7 separate regions of the Mus musculus genome follow, and all the other regions are linked to region 1. Evidence: chromatin contacts called from public HiCAR-type, capture Hi-C and promoter capture Hi-C data. All regions are on one chromosome and are shown on one strand. Each heading gives the region's core, a stretch centred on a gene start, on an enhancer-like site or on the middle of the called end of the contact. The rest is flanking DNA. Distances are from core to core; before and after follow the strand shown. Region 1 holds the start of Ccsap (centriole, cilia and spindle associated protein). Region 2 holds the start of Fam89a (family with sequence similarity 89, member A). Region 3 holds the start of Ttc13 (tetratricopeptide repeat domain 13). Region 4 holds the start of 2310022B05Rik (RIKEN cDNA 2310022B05 gene). Region 5 overlaps 2310022B05Rik (RIKEN cDNA 2310022B05 gene). Region 6 holds the start of C330016L05Rik (a long non-coding RNA gene). Region 7 holds the start of Pgbd5 (piggyBac transposable element derived 5).

The links. Promoter capture Hi-C pulls out the DNA fragments that hold promoters and counts their contacts. HiCAR-type assays count read pairs that join an accessible place to other places. Capture Hi-C pulls out chosen DNA fragments and counts their contacts.
Region 2: a contact with region 1 is called in a promoter capture Hi-C map of liver, with 2.6 times the contacts expected there. The contact joins the promoter of Fam89a here to the promoter of Ccsap in region 1. A contact is called at or near these places in 1 of 39 promoter capture datasets (liver), 1 of 484 Hi-C or Micro-C datasets (embryonic stem cells) and 1 of 9 other capture datasets (embryonic stem cells).
Region 3: a contact with region 1 is called in a promoter capture Hi-C map of embryonic stem cells, with 4 times the contacts expected there. The contact joins the promoter of Ttc13 here to the promoter of Ccsap in region 1. A contact is called at or near these places in 4 of 39 promoter capture datasets (embryonic stem cells, liver and pre-B cells).
Region 4: a promoter capture Hi-C map of pre-B cells shows a contact between it and region 1, with 3 times the contacts expected there. The contact joins the promoter of 2310022B05Rik here to the promoter of Ccsap in region 1. A contact is called at or near these places in 3 of 39 promoter capture datasets (embryonic stem cells, liver and pre-B cells) and 1 of 484 Hi-C or Micro-C datasets (embryonic stem cells).
Region 5: a HiCAR-type map of kidney shows a contact between it and region 1, with 4 times the contacts expected there. The contact joins the enhancer-like site here to the promoter of Ccsap in region 1. A contact is called at or near these places in 3 of 39 promoter capture datasets (embryonic stem cells, liver and pre-B cells) and 3 of 115 datasets of contacts at active chromatin or transcription factors (kidney, large pre-B cells and stem cell-derived neural progenitor cells).
Region 6: a contact with region 1 is called in a capture Hi-C map of embryonic stem cells, with 2.0 times the contacts expected there. The contact joins the promoter of C330016L05Rik here to the promoter of Ccsap in region 1. A contact is called at or near these places in 3 of 39 promoter capture datasets (embryonic stem cells, hippocampal neurons and liver), 1 of 115 datasets of contacts at active chromatin or transcription factors (large pre-B cells) and 1 of 9 other capture datasets (embryonic stem cells).
Region 7: a contact with region 1 is called in a promoter capture Hi-C map of liver, with 5 times the contacts expected there. The contact joins the promoter of Pgbd5 here to the promoter of Ccsap in region 1. A contact is called at or near these places in 11 of 39 promoter capture datasets (the 3T3-L1 cell line, cranial neural crest, embryonic stem cells and 6 more), 6 of 484 Hi-C or Micro-C datasets (embryonic stem cells, liver, olfactory sensory neurons and 1 more), 2 of 115 datasets of contacts at active chromatin or transcription factors (pancreatic cancer cells and stem cell-derived neural progenitor cells) and 2 of 9 other capture datasets (adipose tissue and embryonic stem cells).

Annotation. Positions count from the first base shown.
Region 1 is chr8:123,857,639-123,861,675 of GRCm38.p6, forward strand. It overlaps Ccsap (centriole, cilia and spindle associated protein), which reads right to left and starts at 1,830. Exons shown (of 3, transcript NM_001379289.1): 1 at 1,457-1,830. The coding sequence starts at 1,772. Gm9901 (a long non-coding RNA gene) reads left to right here and starts at 1,817. Exons shown (of 2, transcript XR_388182.4): 1 at 1,817-1,996; 2 at 2,232-2,860.
Region 2 is chr8:124,749,679-124,753,715 of GRCm38.p6, forward strand. It overlaps Fam89a (family with sequence similarity 89, member A), which reads right to left and starts at 2,188. Exons shown (of 2, transcript NM_001081120.2): 1 at 1,862-2,188. The coding sequence starts at 2,131.
Region 3 is chr8:124,719,761-124,723,797 of GRCm38.p6, forward strand. It overlaps Ttc13 (tetratricopeptide repeat domain 13), which reads right to left and starts at 2,212. Exons shown (of 23, transcript NM_001373939.1): 1 at 1,977-2,212. The coding sequence starts at 2,202. Arv1 (ARV1 homolog, fatty acid homeostasis modulator) reads left to right here and starts at 2,406. Exons shown (of 6, transcript NM_001368372.1): 1 at 2,406-2,582. The coding sequence starts at 2,424.
Region 4 is chr8:124,661,113-124,665,149 of GRCm38.p6, forward strand. 2310022B05Rik (RIKEN cDNA 2310022B05 gene) reads right to left here and starts at 2,257. Exons shown (of 4, transcript NM_175149.4): 1 at 1,736-2,257. The coding sequence starts at 2,071.
Region 5 is chr8:124,639,841-124,643,877 of GRCm38.p6, forward strand. The region is part of intron 2 of 2310022B05Rik (RIKEN cDNA 2310022B05 gene); the gene reads right to left. Among named protein-coding and RNA genes, the nearest start is that of 2310022B05Rik, 22 kb to the right of the region's middle. RefSeq lists an enhancer at 3,072-4,037. Within about 2 kb of position 1,946, at least 1 of the 459 cell types and tissues checked has an H3K27ac peak or open chromatin away from gene starts, as enhancers often do. A contact at or near this core is called in kidney, where this site is marked.
Region 6 is chr8:124,457,875-124,461,911 of GRCm38.p6, forward strand. C330016L05Rik (a long non-coding RNA gene) reads right to left here and starts at 2,226. Exons shown (of 3, transcript XR_879349.1): 1 at 1,751-2,226. Gm30209 (a long non-coding RNA gene) reads right to left here. Exons shown (of 3, transcript XR_388195.2): 3 at 2,836-2,969.
Region 7 is chr8:124,432,005-124,436,041 of GRCm38.p6, forward strand. It overlaps Pgbd5 (piggyBac transposable element derived 5), which reads right to left and starts at 1,932. Exons shown (of 7, transcript NM_171824.2): 1 at 1,795-1,932.

The DNA.
Region 1 (4,037 bases), core at 580-3,079:
GAGGCAATGGCAGGTGGACCAGTTCAGGGCCAGCCTAGTGTACACAGTGAGTTCCAGAACTGTCACATCTACACAGAGAAACTCTGAAAAACAAAGACTTGAAAAACAAAACAAAACAAACAAACAAAAACCCTTTCAGTGAAAATAAGGCAAATGTATTTTAGAGCAATGTGAATCAGTGGCTCACCAGTCTAGCATTATAATGCATCTGTCAGGAACATTTCTCACATTGACACTGGCCCGCAGGAGCCAGCAAAAGAGCTGCGGATGGAGAATCCCGAAAGCGGGACACATCTATTTTCCCTAATGCCTACACACCAAAAATTTTAGCAGGAATTTTGCAAATCTTTGGGGAGGGCTCTGTATCTCCATGGAAACCCAAATAATCATGAACTCGGCACGAAGCCCACTAAAGTGCTGTCAGGTTTTCATATGGAACACACAGATAGATAGCAGGTAACCTCTTCAAACCACAGTGGGAAAGGAAAAGCAGGTTTGCTCGTCCCAATAAAAAAAAACCTCACAGTTAGCAAGGGCTCAGTTTTCATATTAATACCTGGGAGACATGCTCACCGCCCCCACCACCTTCTGCCACTTTCCCTAATTTCTAACCACATCACTGAAGCATCAGAATGGTCGTCATAAGCGACCAGATGACACAAGGCGGCCCAGCCATGCAAGAACTGAGAATAGGCAAACATAGTAACCAAGAGCAGGGAAATCCGACCCTTTCAGACTCCGACCATGGATCCCAAGCTCCCATGGCTTTGTTTACAAAACTGAGATTAAAAACAAAGGGCCCATCATATGACTTTGAAGGTCGAATGAGAAAATACATATTCCTAGACCAGTCACTGAGAAATAACTTTTTCACCACTGGACTCTCAGAAGAGTTCAGAGAGGTGGCTGGCAACCATAGTGATCTACAGTTGTACTGAAGTACTGCCCTGAGTCCAGGCAAACCCCAGGGCTCTCTGCTGACAGCCCCACTCCGCAACGGCGGGAAAGTGGCTCACAGCGTATACAAAGAGGGGTTCGTCCACAAACAAACGCATACCATTCTTCAGAGACAGCGAGACCAGGCCTTCAAGGCGTTCACACTGACAACCATGACCCCATTATGACAGCTCGGGCGTTCTTAACTTCAGTCGGTCATCTTTGGAATGAAAAGCTCCTCTCGCCAAACAGGATGCGCAGAAACAAACAGATCCGCCATCTGGTGGATCGAGGGCTCACTGAGCGGGCCACTGCCTGCGACCAAGGACCCCAACCAGGGTCATATGAGTTGGAGGTCATAAAGGGCTCCGCCAAGAGTCACCAAATTAGGGAAACCTGGGGTGGGAAGGTGGAAATGCGGCCCGCACCTTCCCCGCTTAGTTCAGCAAGCGGATTCTGTCAACCCCAATTAAACCAAAACAGGAAGCGCTGAGAACGGAGCAACGCGCTGTGCCCGTACCTGGTAACACTGTGTCCTGCTCCTCCGCGTCCCGCAGCTCCGCGCCGCGCTCCCCCACCGGCTGCTCCTCCTCCCGCGCGGAGGGCGCCGAGGGCTCCCCTAACGCGCCCCTGGGGGCCGGACTGGGTGAAGCCGAGCTGTCCGAGGGGCTGTCCGGGCCCCAGGCGTCCCAGAGCCAGGGCGCGTGCGCTTGCTCCAGCAGCCGGCGGCCCAGGCGGTAGCGCAGCAGCTCGCGGTAGCACGGCGCGTATTCGTCCCAGCGCGGCTCCCGATAGCGCTTCATATACTCGCTCTTCACCCCGCTGCCCGGGGACATGGTGCCGCGCGCCGCCGACTGCCTGCTCCGCGCTGCCGCCTACGGGTGCGACGGACTCAGAGGCGCGGCCCGCCGCGCGGTTCAAACCCGGAGCCCCGCCCGGACTGGAGGGCGGAGGCTGGGGCAAGGAGGGGCGGAGAGGGGGCGGGTCTGTGACGGGTGTTTCTGGGAGAGGGCGTTCCTAGCGGGGGCGGAGTTCCGGGCTGGGAAGGCCCCTAGTTCAGGTAATAGCGGGGGCGGGGTTTCAGGAGGGATTCCAGGCGACGCGACCTATCTAGATGGAATGATAGGTGGTCACCAGGGGTCTGCTCCACTCGGTAGAGGTGGAGACCACCGGACTCAAGGTGACGGGACAGGGGATCTTAGGTCCCCAGACACCCTCCTGGGCGAGGAGTCGGGGACTCTAGGAGCAGCGTCCTTACCTCCTGCCTGTTCTATCCTCCGCTCTCCGGAGGTCAGCTGAGATCGTGGCGCAGCAGCTATAGCGCGAACAGCGTTTCTCCTTGCGCGTCCTCCACCAAGATGTCGCCGATGGAGCGGTGGCTCCGCGGTCCTACAGCAGCCGGAGACGAAGGCGCCGCCCTAGCCTGAAGCCTGCACCTCCCCGCGCGCCCGCCGGGCCCCCGCCCGCTCCTGCGCCCGCGCCTGGGGCGCTGCTGTGAACCCCCAGCTCGTTCGCCCACTCGCTACTGGGGGCCTCGCGAGGAGGCTTCAGCTCTAGATGCAACCTGAGCAACCAACACCTAGCCGAGGACCAAATCCTGTGTCCCGATTCCTTCCTCTTTTCACAACGCCCGGGTTCTCAGGCCTTAGTGATTTTTTTATTGTTGTTGTTAATGATGTTGTTGATGTTGCTATTTTAATACATTTCCCTCCTCTGCCCCCTTTTTGAGACAAATCTCATGTTACCAAGGCTGGTCTAGAACTCATTCCAGAGCCCAAGCTGGTCTTGAACTCCTGATCCTTCTCCGCCAACCTCACAAGTGCTGGAATTAGCAGGTATGAGCCGCCTCACCTGCCCTTGCCTTTTATAACTTACTAGAGGCCAACTTTTGTAAAAATAAATAAATAAAATAAAATAAAGCCTAGGGCCTGCTCAAGGACCTGGTGCAAATGTTTGGCTTGGGCTCTAATGGACAGGGTCGCAGGGTTGTTACTGTTGCAATCCTGCTCTACAGATGGCTTTTGTAAAAGGAAGCATTGATGCAATCGCTGCAGAAAGATTTGAAAGGACAGGCATCCAGGAAGGATCACACTAAAAAAAAAAAGAAAGAAAGAAAAAGAAGGAAGGAAGGAGGAAGGAAGGAAGGAAGGAAGGAAGGAAGGAAGGAAGAAAAAAAAGTAGGTCCCAGCGGGATGTTTCCAGGAAGCAGATCACTTTGGGATTTCTGCAGTTCAGTTGAACTATTCCCATGTGTCTACACCTGCCTGGACCCGTTCTGAACATAGGACGCTAAGGCTGAAGGGTGTTCACAGCCTAGGTGGCTGCTCTGAGAACCTGAACTGATTAGTCTGATGGTACTGTTTCTGGAGGAGACAGAAATGACCACAGCCGCTGCTGAGATTCCCACAGAGGCCAGGCCCCTTCCCCTCCCCGTCAACAAACCTCGGGACCTCCTCACTGCGTTCCCTTCTATTGAAGCTGGCCAGGTTGATCTTTGGCTTTAGCAATCAAAAGTTTATAAACATTTAGAGACTAGACATGGAGGCACACCAGTAATCCTAGTACTTCTGCAGTCTCTGAGGCTGCATAAGGCCTTGTCTCAAGAGCCAGGTAACGAGATTCTGAATAGTGTGGAAGGAATCTTGATGTACTGTGACCTGAGAAATCAGGGCTAAGGTTAGAGCAGTTCAGCCTTTGCTGTCTGACTGTAAAATTCAGTGGGTGGGGTTATACATGGTACCTGCCCATAACACAGCTCTCTAGATCTGAGCCAGCCTGAGGGCCATACTGAAGCCTTGCCTAAAAAAAAGGAAGGAAGGAAGGAAGGAAGGAAGGAGAGAGAAAGAGAGAGAGAGAGAAAGGAAGGAAGGAAGGAAGGAAGGAAGGAAGGAAGGAAGGAAGGAAGGAAGGAAGGAGAGAGAGAGAGGAAGGAAGGAAGGAAGGAAGGAAGGAAGGAAGGAAGGAAGGAGAGAGAGGGAGGAAGGAAAGAAGGAGAGAGAGGAAGGAAGGAAGGAAGGAGAGAGAGAGAGAAAGGAAGGAGAGAGAGGAAGGAAGGAAGAGAGAGGAAGGAAGGAAGGAGAGAGAGAGGAAGGAAGGAAGGG
Region 2 (4,037 bases), core at 938-3,437, 890 kb after region 1:
GTAGAAGACCCGTCCTACCCATGTATCTTGCCATGGCCTCGGGTTCCAGACTGAAGAAAAAGGAGAAAATCAAGCTGACACCCTGCAACCCTCTCTCTGCATCCTGACTGCAGATGGACTGTCACCAGCTGCCTCATGTGCCTGCCGACATTTCCTCACCAAGACGGACTGTGGCTGGCACTGTGAGTCAATAAGACTTCCCTTGCATGGCTTTTGTCAAAGCAATGAGAAATATAATTTACACAGGCCACATGCATGCTAGGCAGGCCTCTGCCACTGGGTGACAGGACCAGTCTTAGGACTGTGATTTTTGTTTTGTTACTAAATACTTTCCATCAGTAACCAATCAAACAAAAAACTTGGGTCATCTTTGATTCACTTCTTTCTTTATCAGCTTTGGGGACCCATTAGCAATCCTTGTGAGTTTCCCAGGTGCACCTAGGGCATTTTCCAGGCCTCCTATACTCATAGAACATCCCAGAGTTCCTGCTCCTGAGACCGGTGATCCGGTGATCCGCAGGCTTCCCACAGCTACAGGGCCACCTCCTAACCTCTGGTTCCTGTCAGTCAAGCCTGAGGCTGAGAGGCTCAGGGCACCACTCAGCTCAGCAATCTCAGAGTTCTCTCCCGGTCACTTCCGGCCTTCCCACCTCCCTGACTCCATAGAGAAGTCCCCACTGTATTGGGGGACACGCCCTCTTTCTGTGCTTTGTCCCTTTCTCTGGCACTTGTCACATTCTGTCCCGACATGAATTATATCCCCACCACAGATTTGACCTCTGGCCCTCAAATTAAATAGATCGACACAGACATTCTGCAGAAGGCTCTGGAATGAACGACTATTTTTAAGCGAGATGTGAACTGTCTCGGAAACCTCACCATTCCCCCAGGACAGTAAGTCTCTTGAACAGCTAGCTACCAGACAGACGGAAGAGCCTCGTGATGGTTTTCTGAGAAGGCCTGTCAGGGCCTGTAGCCAAACCCTACCTTTAACATTGTTATCAGGCAGAGTGACAGCAGCTCATTTCCTATAGCTGAGCTCCGGAGCTACCGCCCAAGGCATAATTATAAGGTTCTGTACCTTAGTCATAGCAGGAGGGACCTGGGAAATACCTTCGGGAATGTAGCTGGGCTCCCAAGCCTCCCTAGCATGTTTATAAAGCAGAGCTTCACAACCAAGAGTCACCATGCGCCTTGCGTCTTATGCAAGAAAAAAAAAATACCTCAAACACTTGGGGGGCCAGTCTCTTTATTTCACTCAGCCATTCATGATTAGGCTGTAAACACACTAAGTATGGATTTATCTAAGCAAATGCAATTCGCTAGATGTATTAGGCTCAGGGTAGAAGATCTTAGTCTAGGGGAAAGAACTTGGATGGGTGGGTTGCGTGGGTCTTTCCCTACCTGGCTAGCCACAGGAAGCAACCTGGGAAAGAGCTCCCTGCGGCCCAAATCTCTGCCCTGGCATCACCCTGAATCGTGCGTCCTGGTGCAGGAACACCTACTCCACTTCGCAGGAGGGAGAAAAAAACTAAACCCATTGTTTGTGACCAGACATAAGGACTTCACCCGGCCGAGTACCGCTTCCGCGCCGGTAATCGGATTCCTGGAGGGCGGCCGGGGAGGGGCCCGGCCACCCATCTGTTGTTCACACTGACCCGCAGGCGCACAGGAAGCCTGTTCTCCTGAGACCCGGCAGGCGAACCTCGCCGCGCCCTGACCTGGCCCGGGAGAACCCCAGCATCTGAAGCTGCCCTGCCGGAGGTGATGTGAAGCCGTGGGAAGCCCTAGAGGGGAGTCCGGGCTTTCAGGGACCAAAAGAGAGTGTCCCACGACGGGACTCACGGCGCCTAGTCCTTACCATCTCCTTGCGCAACAGCGCCAGCGCGGCGTCCAGGTTGGGGGGCTTGGTCCGCATCCCGGCCGCCCGCGCCCCGCCGCCGCCCGCGCCCCCTCGGTTCAGCTCGTCCTGGATGCGCGACTTCTGAGCGTACAGCCGCTCCAGGTGCCGCCAGCCACCCGCCGCGCCTCCCGCCGCCGAGTGCAGCAGCCCGCTCAGGCTTTTGGGTAGCGGTGGCAGCCCGTCCACGCGCAGCCCCCGGGCCATGCCGGCGGACCCGGTTCCGCTCATCTCGTTGGGGCGCCGACACACGCGCGCGCAGCTTAGCCTAGGTCCCTGGAACCCGACGGGTCCCCACCCACTTCCCGCCCGCCCGAGTTCCGCCCGCTGCCCGGCCCTTTGGTCTCCGCCCCTCTCGGGACCCGCCCCTCTCCTCGGCTCTGTGCTGCTGCAGTGAGGCGACGCCCTGCAGGGCCCCCTGGCCTCCATCTCGACCTCCACTCATCTGCGCTCCGGACTAGCCCTCGGGGACACCTTAAGTCTTAGCTCTGTGAACCCTACGTGCAAGTCCCCTCCCTTTTTCGCCACACCACCAGCGGGTCTCCACCTCACTGTGTCCCACCTCCAGTCCTGTGCACCCCACCTCCAGCTGGTCACCTCCGCTATTCTCTCAGCCTCACCTCCAGCCTCAGGCCCATCCTACCAGCCATTCTGCACCCCTGGCCCCAGCGGTCTTCCGTCCTCCACTCCAGATGGGCTCTTACTCCCTTCCCTGTCCACGCTTCTGGCTGGATGATTTTGGTCTCTCTGGCTTCACTCTGACCAGCCACTGAAACCACTTTTATCTACCAAGGGGTCCAGTCCCCGCACCGACCCCACCCCGTGCTGCCTGCGCCCTAGCGTGGGCGTGATGATCGCAGGTGCTGGCAGCAGCCAGAACCGCACACAGTACTCATTCACGAGGCCTAGCTTGCCTCCTCTGTGAGCGTCAAGGTTTTCCCCGAACTTCAGCAGCCAAGGAGAGCGCCAGCCACACTTTGCTCACTCTTTTAAAGAAACGAACCAACTTGTCTTTCAGCCCTATCTAAAACAGGGAATAAGGACTCTGCCCCACCTGGTGGAAAGAGAAAACCGTCTCCTGCAAGTAGTGACTCAAACGCTCCATTCATGACATGTGCACACACGCGCGTGTGCACACACTAAAATAAGTAGGTGGAATTTTTTTAAGTGAAATCTCAGGGAGTTAGAGAAAGACGTTGAATCTCGGGACTTCACCAACTTCAGCAAAACTGAGTAAAAGTACACCCTGAAGAGAAGAGAGATGGATCAGGGAGAGAATTCGCCCTTCCAGGAAGACTCAAACCTTAGCAAAAGGTAACCGGCTCAGATTCAAGATGAGGAAACAGAAGTCTGGCCAATAGCAGAGAAACCTAGAGTCAATATCAAGAACTTCGATGCCAATGGCTACTCAGTCTAACTATAAAGGGACTGAATGACTCTGAATTAATCCAGCAGGAACATGTTTCAGGTAGTTCAGATACCTTCTATAAATGTGCCCTCTTGCTTTGGGGGCTTTCTTCTGCTGTGCGTGGAACCCACCCCGAAAATCAATCTGAGAAGTTAGTGTTGAATCCAGCCAGACAGTGAGATCCGAGGGGCACCCAGGAGACCACCTACCTACCTGCCCAGTATTTTCCCAGTAATCCAGTGTCTCACCTTCAGTAATTATCCAGCCACCTTCCCAAACCCTAGGCCATCCTTCATCATCTACCTGTTAAGCAATTGGGGAGTCTGAGATTGTCTGTGTGGGAGGAAGGGAAGAAGGGAGGGGAGGGGAGGAAACAGACCTGCCTTTCACAACCTGGCCTGAATTCTCTTTATCACCTGCCACCTTACCACAGCCTCTCTAGAAGACCTAGCAGAAAGGTCAAGTAAGCTGACGGAGCAACAGGAAGCATTTGAATACATCGGCACTGAAGTCACCTTAAAGTCTCTCCTTGTCAGGGAGACAGAAGCTGAAGGAAAGAGTATGGGACCAGCTAAAAACAGTCTGGGGCCCTTGGTGTGTGTGTGTATACATATATATATTCAGCAAATAACACCCTGAGATGGATAGAAATCTCCACAGAATTTATTCAGTTCTGATAAGGATTACATGAATCAACAGACACAATTATGCAACAGTTGACCAAATATT
Region 3 (4,037 bases), core at 962-3,461, 860 kb after region 1:
CTCAAGGGCACCCTGAGCTACATAGTGAGTTCCAGCCTAGGCCAAAATAAAGCAAAAGAAAGAAACAAACAAAGAAGAGAAACGAAAAGAAAAAGAAAAAGAAAAAGAAAAAGAAAAAGAAAAAGAGGAAAGCAAGAACAAATAATATAGCAGGTAGTTTCTTCTCCTAAAAGAGTAGGATTATTCTCTCAGGTCTGAAGCAGGCCCAGGGGTTAAGACCCAAGTTTGGTTCCTAGCACTCACAATCACCTGTAACTCCAGCTTCAGGTGATCAGATGCCCGCTTTGGCCTCTGCGGGCCTCTATGGCCACCTGCACACACCTACCGCCCTCCACAAAGACAAAACTATAAGTAAATCATATTTAAAAAAAAACAAAACAAAACAAAAACAAAAACAAAAAAACCTTCTCATGGGAAAATAGGATCGAAAACATTGCAGAGACACATAGCATCCTTGCAGGTTGGCCAGGTTCACTTTACCCGGGACCAGCAGGGCCAGCCATTGCTGACGGACACCTCCAGCCTGATCCACTTGCTCTCACTGGAACCATTTTCTCCTCCACCATAGGGGGTGCTGCAGTGTGAGACTGAGCCTGAGCAAGTAAGCTGCACACTGAGACCCAAGCAGGCATCTACCCCTCAGCAACTGGCACCTGAGAATAACGCTGCAGCTCTTTGCCCCAAGTCTAGAGTCTGGCTTGACGTGGGCAGGTAAGAAAGTGACCACGGTATTCCAAAGGTGCCCTCGTGGTGAGGTCAGACCTGTCTGATTTGTGAGACCTGAGAGGTTCTGGATATCTAGAGCAGACCATTGTGTTGGTGGTATGGGGGCTGTAAATACTGATGAGAATAGCCCCTCGGCTATGACACGCTTACTTGCCTGTCCTGAATTTGTCCCCACAGTCTAGGACAGGTGCCTGAGGTAAGCGTCACAGAGTCCAACTTCCATGTAATCGTCCAGGATTGGGACAAACAGAAGAGAGGCATTTCCTACTAAGAGCCTTTGGTGGTTAAGACAAAATCTGTCTGTAAAGTTGAGCATGGAAGCTCACACTTGTAAGCCCAACTTGGAGGGTTTGTAGAGAAGGATCGTGGTAAATGCAAGTTCAAGGCCAGCCTGGGCTCAGAGAGACCCTTTCTCAAAAACAAAACCTCATAGTCAAGTAAACGGAGTCTCCTATTTACAGACAAGTTCACAGACAGGTAACCCCCTGCCCTGAATCAGGAGGTGACATTAACAATGGTCATTCGATTCACTAAGGAATGCTGGCCACATCAGCTGCAACAGTGTTGGGAGGCAAAGCCAAGACACAAAATAAGTCCAAAAGCCATTCCAAGAAGTCAGATGGTGCTCAAAGGAAGTCAGATTGCACTAATCTTGAGACTGCATCTCAGCTAAGAAACTAGGTAGTGTTTGGGTAGGCATATGGTGCTGAACATTGGTGGGATGTTTTAAAAGGCATTATCAGCCAGCTGCTACTAGGTATAGAAGACCCAGACCTTCCCCACGGCAAGTCGGAGGGACACCCACTGAGGGGAAGGGAGAGTGGAGAGGGTACTGATGGGTAAAAACGCCCACTGTACAACTCAAAACAGAAAGAGCATGTGCATTTTGCCCAGAGCCTGACCAATGAATGAGCCTGAGCAGCTGGAATGCACGCAGGAATCAGGCCTGAAGCTCTCTCTCTACCGTTGGGGGTACATCTGAGGAGCACGGGTCAGTGCTCATGTCACCCCGCAAATCCAACCTGCTTGCACCTCTCAAGATTGGATTCCTGAGGTGGGGATCGGGCAAATCACCTACCGGAGCAAGCAGAAAGAAGTCTGACTTCCTGGCCCGTGCACGCCAGCAGGCACCCTCCAGGCAGGTCCTTATCCCCGCCGCCCACCTGAGCCCATCCCCGGTGCCCCCACTTCCCAGATGCTTCCACGCTGGGCAGGGGCGGCCCAGGGAGAGGGCGGCTCGGCCCACTCACCGCACTCCGGGTACTGGTCCGCCCAGTCCCCCGACTGCGGACAGCCGCCGCCCGCCGGGGCCTCCTGCTGCTGCCGGTGCTGAAGCTCCTGCTTCAGCAAGGACAGCGGAGAGTAGTGCTCGGTGGCCCGCGCGCAGGCCAGCGCCCCCAGCAGCAGGAGCAGCGGCCGCACCACCGCAGCACCCAAGCTGCCCGAGCAGCCGCAGCCGCAGCCGGCAGGTGCCATCTTCCCGCACGGCGCAGGCGCGGCCCTGCTCTGCCCGCCGCGGGCAGGTGGGCGCGGCGCGCAGCCGCAGTACCCGCTGGGAGTTGTAGTCCTCGCCCTGTTAGCCTCAAGCACTCATTCAGCGCTTGGACTACAAGTCCCAGTAAGCCCTTGGGTGCCCCTCCCAAGGCCAGTCCAGGCGTCTTCCGCCAGCGGCCGGAAGCAGGAGCCCTAGAGTGGCCATGGGGACCGGCGGGCGTAGGGGGACGCGGTCCGGGAAAGGCACGGAAGGCGCAGCGGCGACTTCTTCCTCTTGCCTGTATCGTTGTATCGAGTGCAACCGAGAGGCTCAGGAGCTGTACCGGGACTACAGCCACGGCGTGCTCAAGATAACCATCTGCGTGAGCGCGCCGGGGGGCGGGGCGCGGCTAGGAAGGCGGATCCGAACTTGCTGTGGTCCGGGGCGAGGCCTGGGAGCTTGAGCACGTGGGGGAGGAGTGGTCCTTGTGATGGTGTGAAAGAGAAAGCAAGGATGTGCTTGAAGACTGCCTAGGCCATAGATGTTCTAAGACTTGTGGCACCCAGGAGTGGTGGCGCATTTCTATGACTCCAGCACTCCACTCGCATGCCAGGCAGGAGGAGAATCACGAGTTGGACTCCAGCCTCGATTGCCGCGAGAGAGAGAGAGAGAGAGAGAGAGAGAGAGTGTGTGTCTCAAGCGAATAAACGAGTGATGGAGAGAGATGTGATTCACTAAGGAAATAGGAATTGTAGCAGGAAGCGTGTCATTCTCTTGTTGATCCTGAGGAGATGGAAGCAGTATTTGAGGTCTGGTACTGTAGAGAGTTCTTAGAAGAAAACTGTGTCTTATCGGGGTACTTGTCAATTTAATAGTAAATAATACAACAATTTAACCGAAATGGAAAGCATTTACCACGGCCGGGGATGTTGCTCGCCATGTAGGGCAGCCTTAGATTCCGGCTCCAGCACCACGCCTGTAATCCCTGCAATTGGGAGATGGAGGCAGGAGGTCCAGAACAGAAAGAGAGGGAGGGAGAGAATGAATGTCTCTCTGTGTGTTTCCTCTTTATACTCTTAAGTGAAGGCAGGAGGAAGCAGTGGAGAGAGTTCTGGTGGGAAAGGACTCACTGATTCATCAGGTCCACTGATGGAGGAAGTCAGCGTGCTCCCTATGTGAGGATGGATGGACACAGGGTAGTAGAAGGAGGTTCTTTGGGTAGAGGTCACTGCCTCTCATTGTAACAGTCTTCAGATGGCAAGATGGCATGCTGTCTTAGCCTTCTAAACTGTCAGGTCCCTGAGGTTAGAGGATTGTGAGTGGCTCCAGGTGATTAGCTTCTTGGAGCCCATGAAGTTCTGGGGAAGGAGAGCTCTTGTCCTGTCGCATCTACAGCACGAACATCTGGCTGATAAGTGATACCGAAGGAATAGGAGGAGTTTTGTGTTTCCTGATGCTGGTCTTTCCCCTCCTGCTTCCAAATTTGTCTGCCTCCTTGTCCTGACATTTGGGATACTGTCCAGAAGTGGGATTTAGCTAGCTTTTAAAAGACAGAGAGGGACTTGCCATTTTAACAGTTTCTCTTGGCACTAATGGTGCATCTCTGGGCTTGGGGGAAGAGATATAACCTCCACATCTGTGCAGAAAAAGGGGATCTGGGAAGAGCCTCCGTCCTGGGCTCGACATCTAAGAGTGCTTGCTCTTAACTCACAGGTAATTGAAAAAATGTTAGCCTCTATGCCTCCATTTTGACAGAGAGATTGACTTTTTTTTTTTTTTTTTTAAGTTTTTCGAGATAGGGTTTCTCTGTGTAGCCCTGGCTGTCCTGGAACTCACT
Region 4 (4,037 bases), core at 1,007-3,506, 800 kb after region 1:
ACCTCTCCCTAAGACTAGTGGAGTTTGGTGGTCCCTATGTGGTTAAACCTCTCACTACTGCAGAAAGAAGTGTCGTCCCTGCCTGGTGTCCTACCCACCCCTAAGACTCAAAGCTGGTTGTGCGGACATCAGAGGTGTGCTTTCTGCCCATTTGGCGTTGCTGTGATTCAGGTTGGGGGCTCCTGAAAGACATGTGGATTCGCTCCTCACAAAGTTTCATTCGGTGCAAATGTTTGTGTGAGTGTAGGTCAGAGGTCAACCTTAGGTGTTTTCGCTTAAGACCATGTGAACTTTGTTTTTGGGGGGACCAGGATGGTTCATTAGTCTGGAACTTGCTCCCCAGGGATCTGCCTATATCTACCTCCCAGGAATCACAAGCATGTGCCTCCCTCCGCTTCCTGGTTGCTAGAGACCCTCACACACGCATGGCAAAGTCTTTACCTATGGAACTATCTCCCCAGCCCCTACTTGCTTTAAACCACACCAGTCCGCGAATGCAGACTGACCCCAAATGAGAAACTGGGTGAAAAGAAAACTGGTCACATCTCTCCTTATCAATGACCCTGGCTCCAACATGGCTTGGCTTTTTGATATACTCAGGGCGAGTGACATCCAGTGACATCCAGTCTCCAGCATCTGTTAAGTGCGGACAGGGCGGCTTCCTCTCAGATTTATTTACCTAAGACACTGCCAAAGAGGAACTGCCTGCCTACTCATCACCCGGATCCAAGCACGAACTCCGTCCACGTCTTTATGGAGGTGCATATTTTTCACAATGAAATGCCTCAGCTCCAGGAATATATTTTAAGACTTATATTTTCATCTCCCACCACACCCTTGTTTTTCCTGGCAAAGCCCACAAGAGTTTCAAATGGGATGGGGAGCAGAAGGCAGTGTTGGCGGATAGCTAGCTCTCTGCCTTCACAATTCCCTGGCAGGAAAGTGGGTTCGTGACCACAAGCGTTCTGTAGTAACAAACACTGACGGATACCTGGCCTGAAAAAACCTGATTGAAATCTCATCCTTAACTGGTATTCCCTCCGCCTGGCACAACTTCTCCAACAGAAAAACAACAGCAGCAACAACAACAACAAAACTCTCCTAGCTTCTCCTCCCTGCCTCCACCTAAATGGACGTTCAGAACTCTAGCTGCTACCGATTTTGTCCTCCAAAACAAAGTTGAGTCCCTGAGGTACCAAGTCCATACTCTGGTGGCACAAAGGGCTTCAGGGAAACCATCTCTTGGTAAACCACCAGGTTTCTGAATAGTGCAGACTCCTGGGCCTCAAGAGCAAGGTCAGCCGGGAGCAATTCTAAGTAGTTATTTTCTCTTCCCCCAGTGTCTAGAGCCCAGGCTAGATAATCAGGCTTGCTGGAGGCATCTAAACTTACTCTGTGTTTGGGTGGGAACCGGGGCTCACATGTCAAACCCAAACACACTCTCTCCATTGTAGTCTACCAGGGACGTACCCCAGGGCAGCGGTGCCTGGCAGTCCCACCTTCCCCACTGAGGTCCTTATACTTAACACATGCCGGCCACTGAGTGATCAGGAACTATAGACATTTTTCCTGTTTCACATCAGAAAACTGAGGCTGTACGTCGTACACTCATCCAGGCTCGCTGGTTTCCTCTCTACTGTTCCCACTTTGTCTTTAAAGGTCCCTTCTCCGGGAGATTTCTGAACTCCCCCTCGCCGGCCACTCCGCCCTGGGTGGCCCGTCCCGCCGCACCCACCTCGTCGCCGAAGCGCACCAGCTTCTGGCCCGTGGGCCCGCGCAGGCCAGGGAAGCGCGCCGGGTCCCGCACGTCCCCCGCATCGGCGGCGGCCGCCGGGGCGCGAGGCCCCACCAGGCAGCGGTCGATGATTTCGTCCTGCTGCGCGGGCGGCAGCCGCGCCCACTCGGGCCCGTACTTCTCCCGGATCTTCTCCTTGTCCTGCATGATCTTCCTGGCCATGGGGCTCAGCGATGAGAAGTAGGTGAAGCGCTTCCGCTCCCGGTCGTCCAGCGGCCGGTTCCCGCTCATGACGGCCGAACGCGAGGCCGCGATCGCCGCCGCCATCGACGCCATACCCGGCCCGCGCGTCCCGGTCGGAGCGCCGCCTCCCGGTCCGCCCGCGCCCCGCCCCGGGGCTCCGCCTCCGTCTCCTCCCGGAGCGCCGTCCCTACCCCACCCGCTGAGCCCTCCTCCTCCGCCCCTGGCTGAGCACCGCCCCCAGACCTTCCCGGGACACCCTTCGTACGGGCCGCCTACGCCCCATCTGGTACCGGTCGGGACCACTAATCGTCCCTGAGCCCGGTCGGCACTTGAAGCCCCGCCTCCATCTGGAGCCCCGCCCCCACTGGAGCCCCGCCCCCGAGCTCCTCCTGTTATGGCCCTTCAATTTCTCCTCCATAGGACGCTTTCCGGGACCCTAGGGCATCTCTGGGGCTGCTACAGAGTCCCCCATACAAGCGCCGCCGAGATTGGAGATGACCACAGGGGTTAACTCAGGGCGAAGACCGCCATGGCGCCACGTGGCACTGATGACAAAGGAAACTTCCTCCTGCACGTGCCCAACCTGGCTTTCAATCATCCTCTCTCCTTTGCGCTCTCAGGCATTCATTGCTTTTTCAGGTTTGCGCTCTGTTCGCTGGGCGATCCACCACACTGAGCCGGGGGCTAGGCTAGGGCACTGACCCACCAGTTGTCAACCAGGAGGTTGGATTCCCGCCCGTGGAACTTCTTCTAAGCCTGGCATGGAAGCATCAGCGTGGGATACTAGCACTGTTTTGGCCTAGGCGGGAGACTCACGGCAAATTCAAGGCCAACCTGGGTTATATGGTACCATTATCCCCACAGAAAGAAAGACCCCTGCTAAAAGCATGCAGTGTGAGCGAAGTACCCCCTCTCAGAAGAGCTACACACCAAGGCCTCTTCAAACCCTCAAAGCCCTTGCTTTCTGATGCTTGCCACTGTGAGGCAGCAGTACACACACACACACACACACACACACACACACACACACACAGACACACACACACCAGTCTATTAAATCTCAGGACTCTGTCTTTAAAAATCACTCTTTAAAAAAAAATCCTAAGCAGGAATTAAAGAACTCTAGTCAGCAGCAGACGCTGGTCAGCGTAAGGAGCCTGTATTCCATCAGTTTAAGTGAGGGGACAACCCAAAAGCTTAAACTTCCAAAAATGGCCAAGCTAATCCTGGAATCTCAGAAATCATAAGAACTCCGGGAGGTTTGCTGACTACAAACAAACTGAAGAGGATGGAAAGTTCCCACAGGGAAGCAGATGTATCCCCAAAGGGGTCAGGCTTGCTGCTGAGACCACACGATTAAAGTTTAAGACAGGGCTGTGGGATGTTTGTGGCCCCATCCCACTCCCTGATTTTCACAAGACTAACAGGTCTCAGGTAAGCATGGTGTCCTATTCTGAAAAGCAACTAAATACCAACCGTGGCTTAGTTGTCTCTAAAGTAGCCCTTGTCTAACACTAAAGGCAAGTGCAGAAATAACTTGAATTCCCTGATATAAATGGAATGTCACAAATGTGTCAGGCTCTAATAAAATATATCACCACTGTCTTAGTTATGGTTTCCATTGCTACAACAAAACACCATGAGCAAAAAGCAAGTTGTGGAGTAGAGGGTTCATTCAGTTTACACTTCCCAATCGCTGTTCATCACCAAAGGAAGTCAGGATAGGAACTCCCACAGGGCAGGAACTTGGAGGCAGGAGCTGATGCAGAGGCCATGTTGGGGTGCTGCTTACTGGCTTGCTTCCCCTGGCTTGCTCAGCTTGCTTTCTTATAGAACCCAGGACCACCAGCCCAGGGATGGCACCACCCACCATGGGCTGGGCTCTCCCCGCCTTGATCACTAATTGAGAAAATGCCTCATAGCTGGTTCTCATGGAGGCATTCCCTCAAACAGGGCTCCTCTGACTCTGATGACTCTAGCTTGTGTCAAGTTGACACATAGAGCCAGCCAGTACAACCACCAAGACTGTTATCAGGTACTGGGGATGTGGCTCAGTTTA
Region 5 (4,037 bases), core at 696-3,195, 780 kb after region 1:
CTCTAAGACCAGAATCATAACAATGGCCAAGGGCCCCTGCTGGCTCTGAGAGCACGAGGCTGGGCCCACCACAGCTCTGGCCTTTCCTGACAGGGTGCTGCAGGCCAGTGAGGTAGAGCCTCTGGGGTCCTTAAGACATCAGAGTCCTGTTACCCACGGCAAACACTCAGAGTGAAGGGACGCTCTGTGAGCAAAGCCTGTATCTCATATCTGAGCGTACAGGTTGACCACTTTCCTGACCTGCATCCAGTCAACCACGATGGCCTCTGAAACGCTGCTGCCGAGTGTTTCTGACAGAAATCATTGCCAAGGATCCTGAGCCTCCCATCAAAGAAGAGCTAAGTGTGGGCGATGTCTTCCCCTGTTCTGTGGAACTCACCATTTGCCATCTCAAAATCAGTCCTGAAAAGTTCACCTCCCATACGTCAGCACCGTTATACCGTTTACTTCTTGTAAAAGTAAAATAAATGATATTGTATAAAGCTGGGAAAGTAGAGGAAAGCTCAGAAAAAGTCAGTCATAACCCCTTCCCCCATAACTTCATTTTTGTGCCATATTCTCATACATGTTAGGTGTGGCCTTGTCAGGTCTGTAACATGGGTGTCACTTCTTCAGTGCAGCCTGAGCATCATCCAGGTCTTCACAACTTCTGTGTATGTGTGTGTGCATGTGCACATGTGTATATATGTGTGTGTGCATGTGCACATGTGTATATATGTGTGTGTATGTGTATGCATATGTATGTGTGTATGCACGTGTGTGTGTGTGCATGTGCACATGTGTATATATGTGTGTGTATATGTATGCATATGTACGTGTGTATGCACGTGTGTGTGTGTGCATGTGCACATGTGTATATATGTGTGTGTATGTGTATGCATATGTATGTGTGTATGCACGTGTGTGTGTGTATGTGTGTGTGTGTGACGAAACTTCAAGTATGTCCCTCAGAAGCCAGTGTTGTATAGTAAATTCCTCTTAGAAGGAATCTTCTTGAGACTCAGGAAGTAAACAACTCAATAGCTTTAGGAAATCCCTGAAACTGACCAAATTTACTAGGCTCCTCCCTCACAAGCCTATATAAGCAGGGAGGATTGCTGAGAGATGCTATTGAACAAATAAATATGACTCAGACCAATTGAGCTAAATGGGAGATATGTACTGTGCTCCAGGTTCCCAGCTTTGGTGAGCTGTCACTCATGCTGGGGTGGGTTTTTGCAGCTGTCACCAAGTCATTTCTGCTCCTATAAGTGATCCCCCATCCATATTCCTGCAAATCACTCCCAATAAAACACACGGTTCACCAAGTTGGACTTTGGCAGTATCCTTCCTTTGGTCTGCGCTTGGTTCCTTATTTGGGGTGAACAGACCTTTGTTCACATTTCCCCAAGAAAACAGTCTATAATAGCTTTCTTGTTCTTTGATAGGGGTCGCTCTCACTGGTCAGATACTCACTAAGAGGCTAAGCTGGATGGCCTTCAATCCCCAGGTTCTGTCTGTCTCTATGCCGGCAGCACTGGGAAAACAAGCGCTTGTCAGCATGGCAGGCCTCATACTTGCAGGGAGAGAATCTACCGACATCTTCCTGGCCCTGCAACACTACTTTTAGGGGCTGTGGACATGTCATTCGGTAACATTACCTTAAGGGACTGTGACCACATCTCTCCGTAGCGCTACTTTTAGAGGCTGGGATTTTAGTCCAGACCAAGAGACTCCAAGGCCTGGGTGCAGGGCTGAAAATCAGAGGCCACCAAGGACAGAGAGCATGGAAATGGTAGGGTCCTGTCCATCACACGACCTGCATGTATTCATTCATAATCGGTTTCAACTTTACAGGTTTTTGTTTGGTTGCTTTTTGTTTTGTTTTTTGAGACTGGGTCCGATAGCCCAAGGTAGCGTCAAACTCTACGTTGCCAAGGCTTCCCTTGAACTTTGGATCCCTCAGCCTCTACCTCTTGAATCATGAGATTACAGGCATGTGCCAACTCTCTCGGCCTTGGATCATTTCTGGGTATAGCATTCTGAACACCCCCCATATTCCCTAGTAGGACACAAAGACGCTCGGCACAGACAGGCATAACAGTTTCTTTAAGTAAGCAACCTGCTAAAAATAGTGTGGAAGTGGCCCAGGACTCAGGGGTGGGGTTGACTTTGATCTGGAAATTGTGGAGGAAGGCTCACAACCCAAAAGCAGGTTGACACACCCATGCTTTTTTTTTTGCCCCCCCCCCCCCCCACTGAGATCTGGGATCTTTGCTTAGAGGACTGTGGATTGCAAAGCCAAGTGTTGACGGACAGGCGGGCGGGCGGGCAGGCGGGCGGATACTGAGGAGAGAACCAGGACTGGAGTCTGAGGTTGTGCCACTGCCTAAATGACATCTGTTCCCATCATCTTCGGGGTTGGAGTGTGATCAGGTGAACTTGGACGGGGTGTGTTGCCAGGTGGAGGTAACTACCTGCCTTGGGAACTTTGGAGGCAAACACAAGAAAACATGGTGGTGCAAGCCACCTTCAATTCCAGCACTCAGGAGGCAGAGGCAGACACATCTCTCTGTGAATTGGAGGCCAGTCTGGTCTCTGTATGAGTTCCAAGACAGCCAGAGCTACATAACAGAGAGACCTTGTCTCAAAAAAAAAAAAAAAAAAGTAAAGAGAAGAAAAGAGAAAGGGCAGGTACAGTGCACTCAAGAGGTGGAGACAAAAGGATTGAAGTAGGTTTGACACTAATCTGGGCTACATAGAAGTTACCAGGCCAACAAGCCACAGCAACACCCTGTACCCCCCAAAAAAAACAGCAAGAAGGGGGGCACTAGGGAGAGGAGGAGGAAGAGGAGGAGGAGGAAAGGAGAGGAGGAGGAAGGGGAGGAGGGAGAAGAGAAAGGAGGAAGGGGAGGAGGAGGAAGGGGAGGAGGAGGAAGGGATAGGAGGCAGCAGATCCTAACCCATCTGCCCCCTCCCTTTCTCGATCCTTAACTTTGCACATAAAGTGTGACTAGTCTCCTCTAACAAGCCCATCTCCTCCTCCTTGCTCCTCCAAAAGAAGAGAAGGTATTCAAATACTATCTGGTAGCTGGTCAGGAGGAGGGGAAAAGTTGTTCCCTGTCCCTGTCTATGTTGGTTCAGCTGATGAACCAAAGAATGGGCTCCACAAGGTCACGAGTGACCCCAAGTCCCCATTCTGGGGGTTTCCATCATGGCTTGCTGGAAACTGACTCTACAGCTGTCTCTCACAGCTACTGACACAACCGGATAATTCCAGGCTCACAGAAGATGAAGAGGGCAGAGCTTTGGCAGACCCAAGCCCCCTCCCTAGACGCTGTGAAAGCGTATGGAACCCATGGGAAGCATCACAGATTCAGCCCTGGGGGCCAGAGGAAGTGCCCAGAGGTGTACCCATAGCCCAGCTCCCCTATTCCAGGCTCAGTCTGCCCACAGGTCCACGAAGAGGAAACAGGCACTAAATCCCCAGGGTGCTGAGCAAGGTAAGAAAGAACCCAGCTCCTGGTGGAAGGCCTCAGGCTAACTACAACCACACCCACACCTCAACTCCTGACACAGAAGTTAGCTGACTTCACACCACAGACTTGGGGAGAACGGTACAGAAATCTCAGTTGACTGAACACGTGTTAAGTATGTGGCACCATGGGAAACTCTCCACGGAAATGACGTGAGGAACAGATTCACTATTCCTTTCTCATTACAGAAGAGCCACCGTGGCAGCTCACCCGACTTTTCCAGACAGCACTGGTTTTGAAGGCCAGACCAGGCCACTTCCCCCTGGGGCCCACATAGACCAAGGTGAAAACAGGAAGACCATACGTGCCACGGACAAGCTTTTCCAAACATGTCTTCTTCAGGAATGGGAAGGAGGTATGGCCTGCTTTCAGTGCCCAGGCTGCTGAGCCAGCCCTGCTGAAGGACACTATATAGACGATGATTGGGAGGGACAGAGGCCACTAGGTCATGGTCATGGCATGGGCTGCAGGAAGAGAGTCGGGGCTCAACTGACTGCCTTCTGTGATTTTGGAGGCAGAAAC
Region 6 (4,037 bases), core at 976-3,475, 600 kb after region 1:
GTTTGGAAATAAGTTAATTTTACTCTGCTGTACAATAGAAGATGTGGTGAACATGATCCTGGGCGAATGATGTTTGATCATGAGGCATAACGCTCCAATGGCCATCTATCCCCCATCATCTATCACCTATCAATATCGATCATCTACCTGTCATTTATCTACATCTATAGCCATTACATATACATAGCTGTCATTTAACTATTTAACTACCGGCTATTATTTGTCTATATTTATATATGAGATATTTATATAATCAATCATCTGTTTATAGCTATCAATTTATCTATCATCAGTATATAATATCTCTATATATCTATCATCTGTCTATGCACCAATCATCCATATCTATCAACATATTATCTATGTCATACCTATTCATAGTCATCATCATGATTAAGGGACTTTCATAAATGGGAGATTAGGATCCTGAAAATCCCATGCCTAGACAGACCCCAAGGACAGTCCCTTTCTGTCCTTCCTCCCCGTCTCCCTCTTTCGCTCTTGACTCTCCTGGGAAGCTCCTGTGAATTACATCCACGTTCATCCATGGCGCAAAGGGCAAGAACAGTCTGGAACGTCTGCTCCGTTTTGGAATTATGAGTCCAGGAATGGGTGGCAGCGTTTAAGACAGGAACATGCTCTGAGCCAGACACTTATGTACATTCAGCCATTCCTTCACGCTCCAGTCGATCATTAGTGAGCTGTTGTGAGATATTTATTAGCAGGGTGATAGTGGAGGGAGAAGCCTCCGATCATTTTGCCAAGGAGAAACCTAAGCTGGCCTATTTGTGCCACGCCCACCTTGAGACAGAGAGCGCATGCGCCTATTGTTTCCATGGCCAGCAGGTAGAGACCCTGGACCACCAGCCGTTCCCAAAGCTGGTTGTTATAAGCTGCCTCTGGTCTGTGAACTCAGGGGTCTCTGGTACCTCAGTCCAGCTTCGCTGATGGTGCCCATCAGGCCATCACATCTATTATCTGGGACACGACGACATGAGGAAAGCCCAGTGGTGGGCATCACAGGAGTCATGGAAAGAGAGCAAAGGGGAGTGCCCGAGAGGAAACACAGGAAGCCTGCAGCCTTCCCAGCCCTGCTGGTGATCAAGGGAGGCCATTGCAGAACAGAGCCATAGATCATTCTTGTGAGGGTCACATGAGCTCTGTTCCACTGTTGGCTTAGATAGAATAATAATTATTATTATTTTCTACTTTTAATATTTTCTTTTCTTTTTTTTAAAGATTTATTTTATGTATATGAGTATACTGTGGCTGTCTTCAGACACACCAGAAGAGGGCATCGGATCCTATTACAAATGGTTGTGAGCCGCCATGTGGTTGCTGGGAATTGAACTCGGGACCTCTGGAAGAGCAGTCAGTGCTCTTAACTGCTGAGCCATCTCTCCAGCCCCAGCTTCTTTCTTATTCTGGCATCTTCAGGAAGATTGGCCTCACGTTCAAGATGAAAAGTCACACGACTGACTGTGTAGAAGAGTGGAAACTTCTTTCTTGTATTAGCAATTGTAGGCAGGGCTGGGAATGAGGCTCAGTGCAGCTCAGTAGAGCTCGCCCAGCTCTGGCTTCCATCCCCAGCACTAAAACAAGTGATAGTAGTAAAACTCCTACTGATAACAATCACTGTGCACATTGATTTTTGATATGGGCAATACACAATCGATCTGGACATCTGCATATTGACCCTCAACACAGCTTTAAAAAAAAAAACAAAAACAAAAAAAAAAAACTAAGATACCTCATTAGTTACATGGTGCTTGAGACTGGGTGTCCAGTAGTCCCAGTGTGCTGTGGCAGCTCAGAAGGTCCTCAGAGAACCTCCGGTTCCTAGTCTCCCAGGAAAGCCAGGAAATGCTTGATCTGGTGTCAGCAAAGGAGTTAGGAGCAGACGCGGCAGCAATGGCCAAGTACAAAGGTCAGGTGATCTTTCTCCGCCACGCCCCTTCCACCTACCAGAAGGCACCGCCCACATTCAGGTGGGTCTTCTCACTCGGCCCAGGCAATCCGGACTCTTCTTCAGGTGATCTCCCTATCCCGGTGATTCCAATTTGTGGCAAGTTACCGTTGAAAACAATCTCAAGGGCTGGGGAGATGGCTCAGCCCGCTGTGAGCACTGACGGCTCTTCCAGAGAACCTGGATTCAATTCCTAGCACCCACGTGGTGACTCGCAGAAGTCTGTAAACCCAGCTTTAGGGGAATTGATGCCCTCTTCTAGCTTCCATGGGCACCAGGTACAAACACGGTGCGCATACATGTAGGAAAAACACCCATATACATAAAACAGACAAATCTCCAAATAAAATCAAACCGACCATGATACAAAGGAATATTGCTTAACAGTAGTAATATATGACCATAACATTGTGGTGACAGAGGTTTTGTCCTGTGCAGAAGGTTGGGGTAGAGAAGGTCCCAAAACAGTTAAAGGAGACACTGAGGGAATCAGGATAAATTACAGACTTTAACCCATAATAACATATTGATATTGGTTGTTACATTGTAGTAAATTACTGTACCAATGTAATATATTAGCAACAAAAAAATCATATTTTAAAGCACATTACTCCTAAACATGGTGCAGTAGCAACTGAGAGGAGGCAGGAGCTGGAAGGTCATGGCCACTTTCCTGCCTTCCACCCCTACGCCAGAGCATCAAGACCTTGAAGGGTATGATGGGTATCATCATCTAGAAGATGGATCTAGAAGAAACCAAGAGGCATGCTGGGTGGGTCTTGGGGGTGGGGGTGGGGGTGGGGGTGGGTTCCAGATAGGATTAAGCAATAGGGGAAGACCCTTCGAGTCCCAGAAAAGCTTACCCACTTTTGCTTGCTGGTTGTATGTCAACTCTGTTGATGGCCAGTGCAGTTGCATTCCTTCCCTGACAACTGAACACAGCTGTCCCGGTCCTCCAGTGTGGACTGCACAACAGTGGCTGTCCTGGCATCTCCCCTCCAGGCTTTCACGGACAGATTGGAGCTGCTAAAGCATCTGGCATTGGGCTGAGCAGCAAGCCTACTTCTCTGTGTCCCTAGCATGCACCAGCTGTCCCTGGACTGCCCAGCTAATGCTGTGTAAGCCAATCTAATAAACCCCCTGTAATATAGGTTCATTCTCTCGGTTTTGTACTTCTAAGTAATAAAGTGGGATTCTCTGAGATTCCCCCTAAAGAGACACCTTCCCTGTACCCCAAAAGGGGCTATCTTTAGCTGAATAGAAAAATCTACATGGTTCCCTGGTTTATTACCACTAGATCAAACTTATTTCCACTGTCTAGGGGGCAGGGAGTGGGGGGTCTCCCACTGTACCCGGGCTGATCTGGAACTGCCTCCGCCTCTCAGCGCTGGGGTCACAGGTCTGAGCTGAGCTTCTTTCTCATCACATCTAAAACACACAGGTTTAACCAGGACGATGACATTTCCCCCCAGGGGAAGCATAATTGATTCCTTTGCCACCACAAAAGGAGCCAGTTTTTCATTTATTAAGCGATTCGTGCTGACGTCGCTCGTTGGCTCTGTGTGTGTACGCTCTTGGGAGCTTTCCTTCTAATGAGTTGTGACCTGCTATTGTTTCTCAGATTAAAGAGAACACAAAATAAACCCTTTGGTGTGCATTTGTTTCTTATTAGCATAAGAGCCGCACTGTTACTGTTGAAGGATGCAATCTTTAACAATATTAAAATAGAGGATAATATCCGAAATAAGTGGCTTACAATAATTGAAAGATAAAGTTTATCCAGGAAAGCCTTTTCACAAAAGACTTGTTTATTTTAGGTGTATGAGGGTTTTGTCTGAATATGTCTGTGTACCAGGTGTCTTCTTGGTGTCCAAAGAGGCCAGACGAGGCAATCACACCCCTGAAACTGGAGTTATGGATGGTGGTGAGGCACCATGTGGGTGCTGAACATTGAACCCAGGTCCTGTGCATGCGCTCTTAGCCATCAACAAGCGCTGAGCCACCTCTCTAGTTCCATAAATGTCTATGTTGTTATCGTTGGCCTATTGCTTTTTGGGACAGGTCTTAGGTC
Region 7 (4,037 bases), core at 682-3,181, 570 kb after region 1:
GGTAGCGGGTACCACAGAGGAAATTCTAAAGTAGATCTAAATTTAAACGAGAGGATCGCTCCTAAAGCAGAAAAGCAACACTGGCCACAAATACCAGCAAATAGCCGCTAATGCCTTTGCCTAAGGAACCTCTGAGTGACTCTCAGGAACAGGCTCAAACTCAGTGGCACTATCAGAAAGGAGGATATGACCCTAATGCCAGTGGCAGGCAATCCTGGACTTCAGGCTGGGAGTGGACAGAGTGAACAGTGGACAGAGGGCTTTGCTTCTGAACATCTTGACTTATACATTACTAAGAAAGAAAGTTCTGGTTAAATCGCTTTTGTGTGTTTACCCTTCTCAATACCAGACCCTTCATCTAAACTAAGCCCAGCACGACATCCCTATTTTGCCCTGTGACCTCAGCTTTGCCGAATTCTCCTCTGTAGACATCTACAGTAGGCATCTTAAGTGCTGCAAGATCAACACAGGATCACAAAGGCTCACAGCACGAAGACTGACAAACCAGGGCACCAGGCTGGTACAATCCCAACATCCAATATGGAAAGCAGCTGTCCAGGGCAGGAGGCCTTTAAGGCACACTGGGAAATGAAGGGTGGCATATAGGAGGACAATTTAGAGTACCATAAACCACAGCCAAATGGTTGGGTTTTAAAATGTACCCACTTAGAACCTTGCATGGTGATGGTAACCCTCCAATCCAGATGCAACTTTGCCCATCCACACCGCAGCCTGGCAAGGTTGCAGAACACTCCCTCCAGGGCTGGGCCAACCTTTCCCATTGCCAGCTCCCTGCAGCTACGTTTCCATACCCAGGCCCTGGAGCCTACCTCCTGTGCACCTGCAATCTTGAGGAACAATAGCTATAGTGTCATGTACACTGCCCAAAGTGTGTGTGTGTGTGTGTGAGTGACACACACACACACACACACAGAGAGAGAGAGAGAGAGAGAGAGAGAGAGAGAGAGAGAGAGAGACTATGCAAAGGGGCACTCCTTGGTGCCCATTCACACTGGTTGTGTGCACTTCACAGAATATATGGTGTAACATCTGGCTGCTAGGAAGCCATGGAGCCTGAACAGCAGCACTGAGGATCATATGGGAAAGCAGTTTCCACATCTCAGAAAGCAGAAGCTGACCAAGCTGCTGCAAAGCAGCACTATTTTAGACTCTGCAGAAGCCAACAGCTGAGGGCTCAGAGTAGCAGGGTGGCTGTGCTCAACTCCAGTCGCCTCCGGATAATCTGAGTCTGGTCTACACACCTTGAAAGTAACTCGGACTAACACTCCCTAACGCAGTGGAATCACCCTTGGCTCCTTCCGGTGCTCAGCTAGAGATCGACTGGCACCACAGGAAGTTTCTCGGGAAAACAGAGAGCAGTGAAGATGCTGATATGCTCTGGCTCTGGGCTCTCTATGTGCTTCAGCTGCGACTGGCCTGACCCCTGACACCTAGATCCTGCGTACTGCAAAGGACTCAGCCTCAGCCGTGCCAGGCGTTTGGATCCCCTCCACCAAAAGAGCCATACTTTACTGACCCCACAGGTGTGACACTGCCAGACGACCGAAAGCCTCTGGCAAAGTGCTGCTGGCTTGGTCTCCACCCACGAGAAACCTGGGACCACCATCCTGTGCAGTAGGACCCTCTCTGTTTAATCCCTGCTCCCCAAACCAGCTGTTTCCAGAAACACACAGGTGCAGGTCGGGTGTGTCTGGAACCAGTCTGGCCCGTGCTCCAGCCTTCAGACCGCGCCCTGTGTGTCCCTGCACCCCAGTGTCCCCGGTCGATCCTCACCACCGGTGTCCTCGAAGCGCGGGGACGGGCGATCCCTCAGCACGGCGCTCCAGCCCCCACCGGTCTCGTCCTCCTCGAGTTCCAAGGGATCCGCGGCGTAGGATGGCGGGGCGGTCCCCGGAGGCGCGGGGCGCTCACGCTCATCGTCCGAGGAGGCGGCCGAGGAGGAGCGTGAGGCTGCGGAGGTGCTGTAAAAGGGGTTCCCGCCGCTGTCCGGGCCCGACTCGCCGAACACGTCGTCCGAGATGTGCAGGCTCTCGTAGCGTGCACGGGCTGCCTCCAGCAGCGCCGGAGCCCTCCTCCGTGAGCCCCCACCGCCCTCGGCCATAGCCCCGGCCGCCGCCCGCGCGCCCACACCCCACAGCGCCTCCCAGCCGCACACGCCGGGCCCGGGACCCCCGCCGCGGCCCGTGGCTCCCCACCAGCGCAGCCCGCAGCACAGCGCGCGCCGCCCCGCGCCCGGCCGGCCCGCCGTCTTGGCCGCTCGGGCCGCGCGCCCGGGATGCGCCTTGGAGCTCGGGCGCCGCTGGCTGCGGCCGCGGCGGGAAGAGACTCAGCCGCTGCCCAGAGCCGCCGCCGCCCCCACCCGCTGCGTCTCCGCCGCGCCCGGCCCCGTCGCGTCCCCGCGCACCCTCCCCGCGGCAACCGCGTTGCGCCGCCGACCTTCCCGGGCGCGAGCCGTGGACCGGGCCCGCCTCCAGCACCTTCAGCTGCTGGCCAATAGAGAGCGCCGGCCTCGCGGGGGCGGGGATAGCAGGTCGCCCTGCCTCCTCGGGGCGTGACGCTAGGGCAGTCAGTCGCGAGGAGCCCCGCCCATAAGCTCATAGCCGCTCGCCGGCGTGGGGAGGGAGGCGGGTCCCGGTGCTCCGTGCTCTTTGGCCCGCCCCTTGCGCAGCCGCGCCCGGCTCCGAGGAGCTGTCCGCCCAGCGGTTCTGAAATTCACTCTGCGGACACGCTCCAGGTGGGCGGCCAGCCGAGGCTGCGCCCAGCACTCCTGTGAATTTCAGGTTGCCCTTCTAGCTTCCCCGAACCTTGCTCTTTTGGGAACCTGGGTCAGACACTAAAACAGTCTCTCCTCCAACAACTGTCATGTAAGGACCGCAACACTGGAATGAGGTGGCTCGTCATTTCTCACAGTCCTTTGATGCTCACATCTTCTGAACTCAAAATTGCTTCCATGAGAACTATCACCACCTGCGCCCTGGTATCACTTGCACAGGCCTAAGACAACGCACATCTGGAAGAGGATTATATGATCAGGAAACAAACAGCTGGTCGCCAGGGTTTCAGAGATCTAACAATGGAGCAGAGTCTGTCTCCTCTCTTCTGGGGGCAAAGCATGAGGCCGGCTGGCCGACCTCCCCTCATCAGAATGTCTTCTCTCCTCCTCCTCCTCTCAAACATAATGCAATAAGTCACATTAATGGTAACTGGGTCATAAAGTCACTTTCACTCCGACATAAAATAAATCCAAGTAGATGTGAAGGGCTTGAGACCCCTATTGGGTGTAGTAAATGATAATTACACAAACGGAAGACAATGGGTTTCTATTTCTAAGAAAAAGGGTGCTGGGACCCATCTGCCCTGGCTGAGATTTTCACTCACGTCTGCCTGTGCCCAGACCCTGTGACCTGCAAACCAGGTCTCTGCACAGGCTTGAATCCATGACAATCACAAGCAGCCAGGCTGGAAAGAGAAAGCGACTTACTGATCTTCCTCCTCTGTGTGTATTTAGCTGATAAGCAAGAAAGTATTTGCAGAGCACTGCCACTCTCTTGAAAAAGCATGCCAAAGAAGTGTGTGTGTGTGTGTGTGTGTGTGTGTGTGTGTGTGGTGGGGGGGGTGGGGGTTCTAGCATTCCTGTGTACAGCAAATTGACAAAGGCTGTGAAGTGGGTACCTATAAATAGACTTGACCAGAAAAAGGATGAAAAAAAAGCAGCTAATGTGGGTGTGGTTCTGGCCAATTTGCCATCGCGGGAGCACGGGACAGAACAGTAACAGTTAAAGCAGGGACAGCCATTCGTTGACCCCGATATGGTGCTCAGACCAAGGAAATACAGGGCCTCTGTGCTTTCTGGGCTCCTCTTCCAGTAGCTCACATGGCAGCAACAGAAGGAAGAGGTCTGGGGATTTAGTTCAGCTAGCAAACTGTTGCTAAGCATTCAAGAACCCCCTCGGCTTGATCTCCGGGAATGCACAAGCCAGCTGTGGTGGTACAAGCTTGTGATCCGGAGCAGTTGG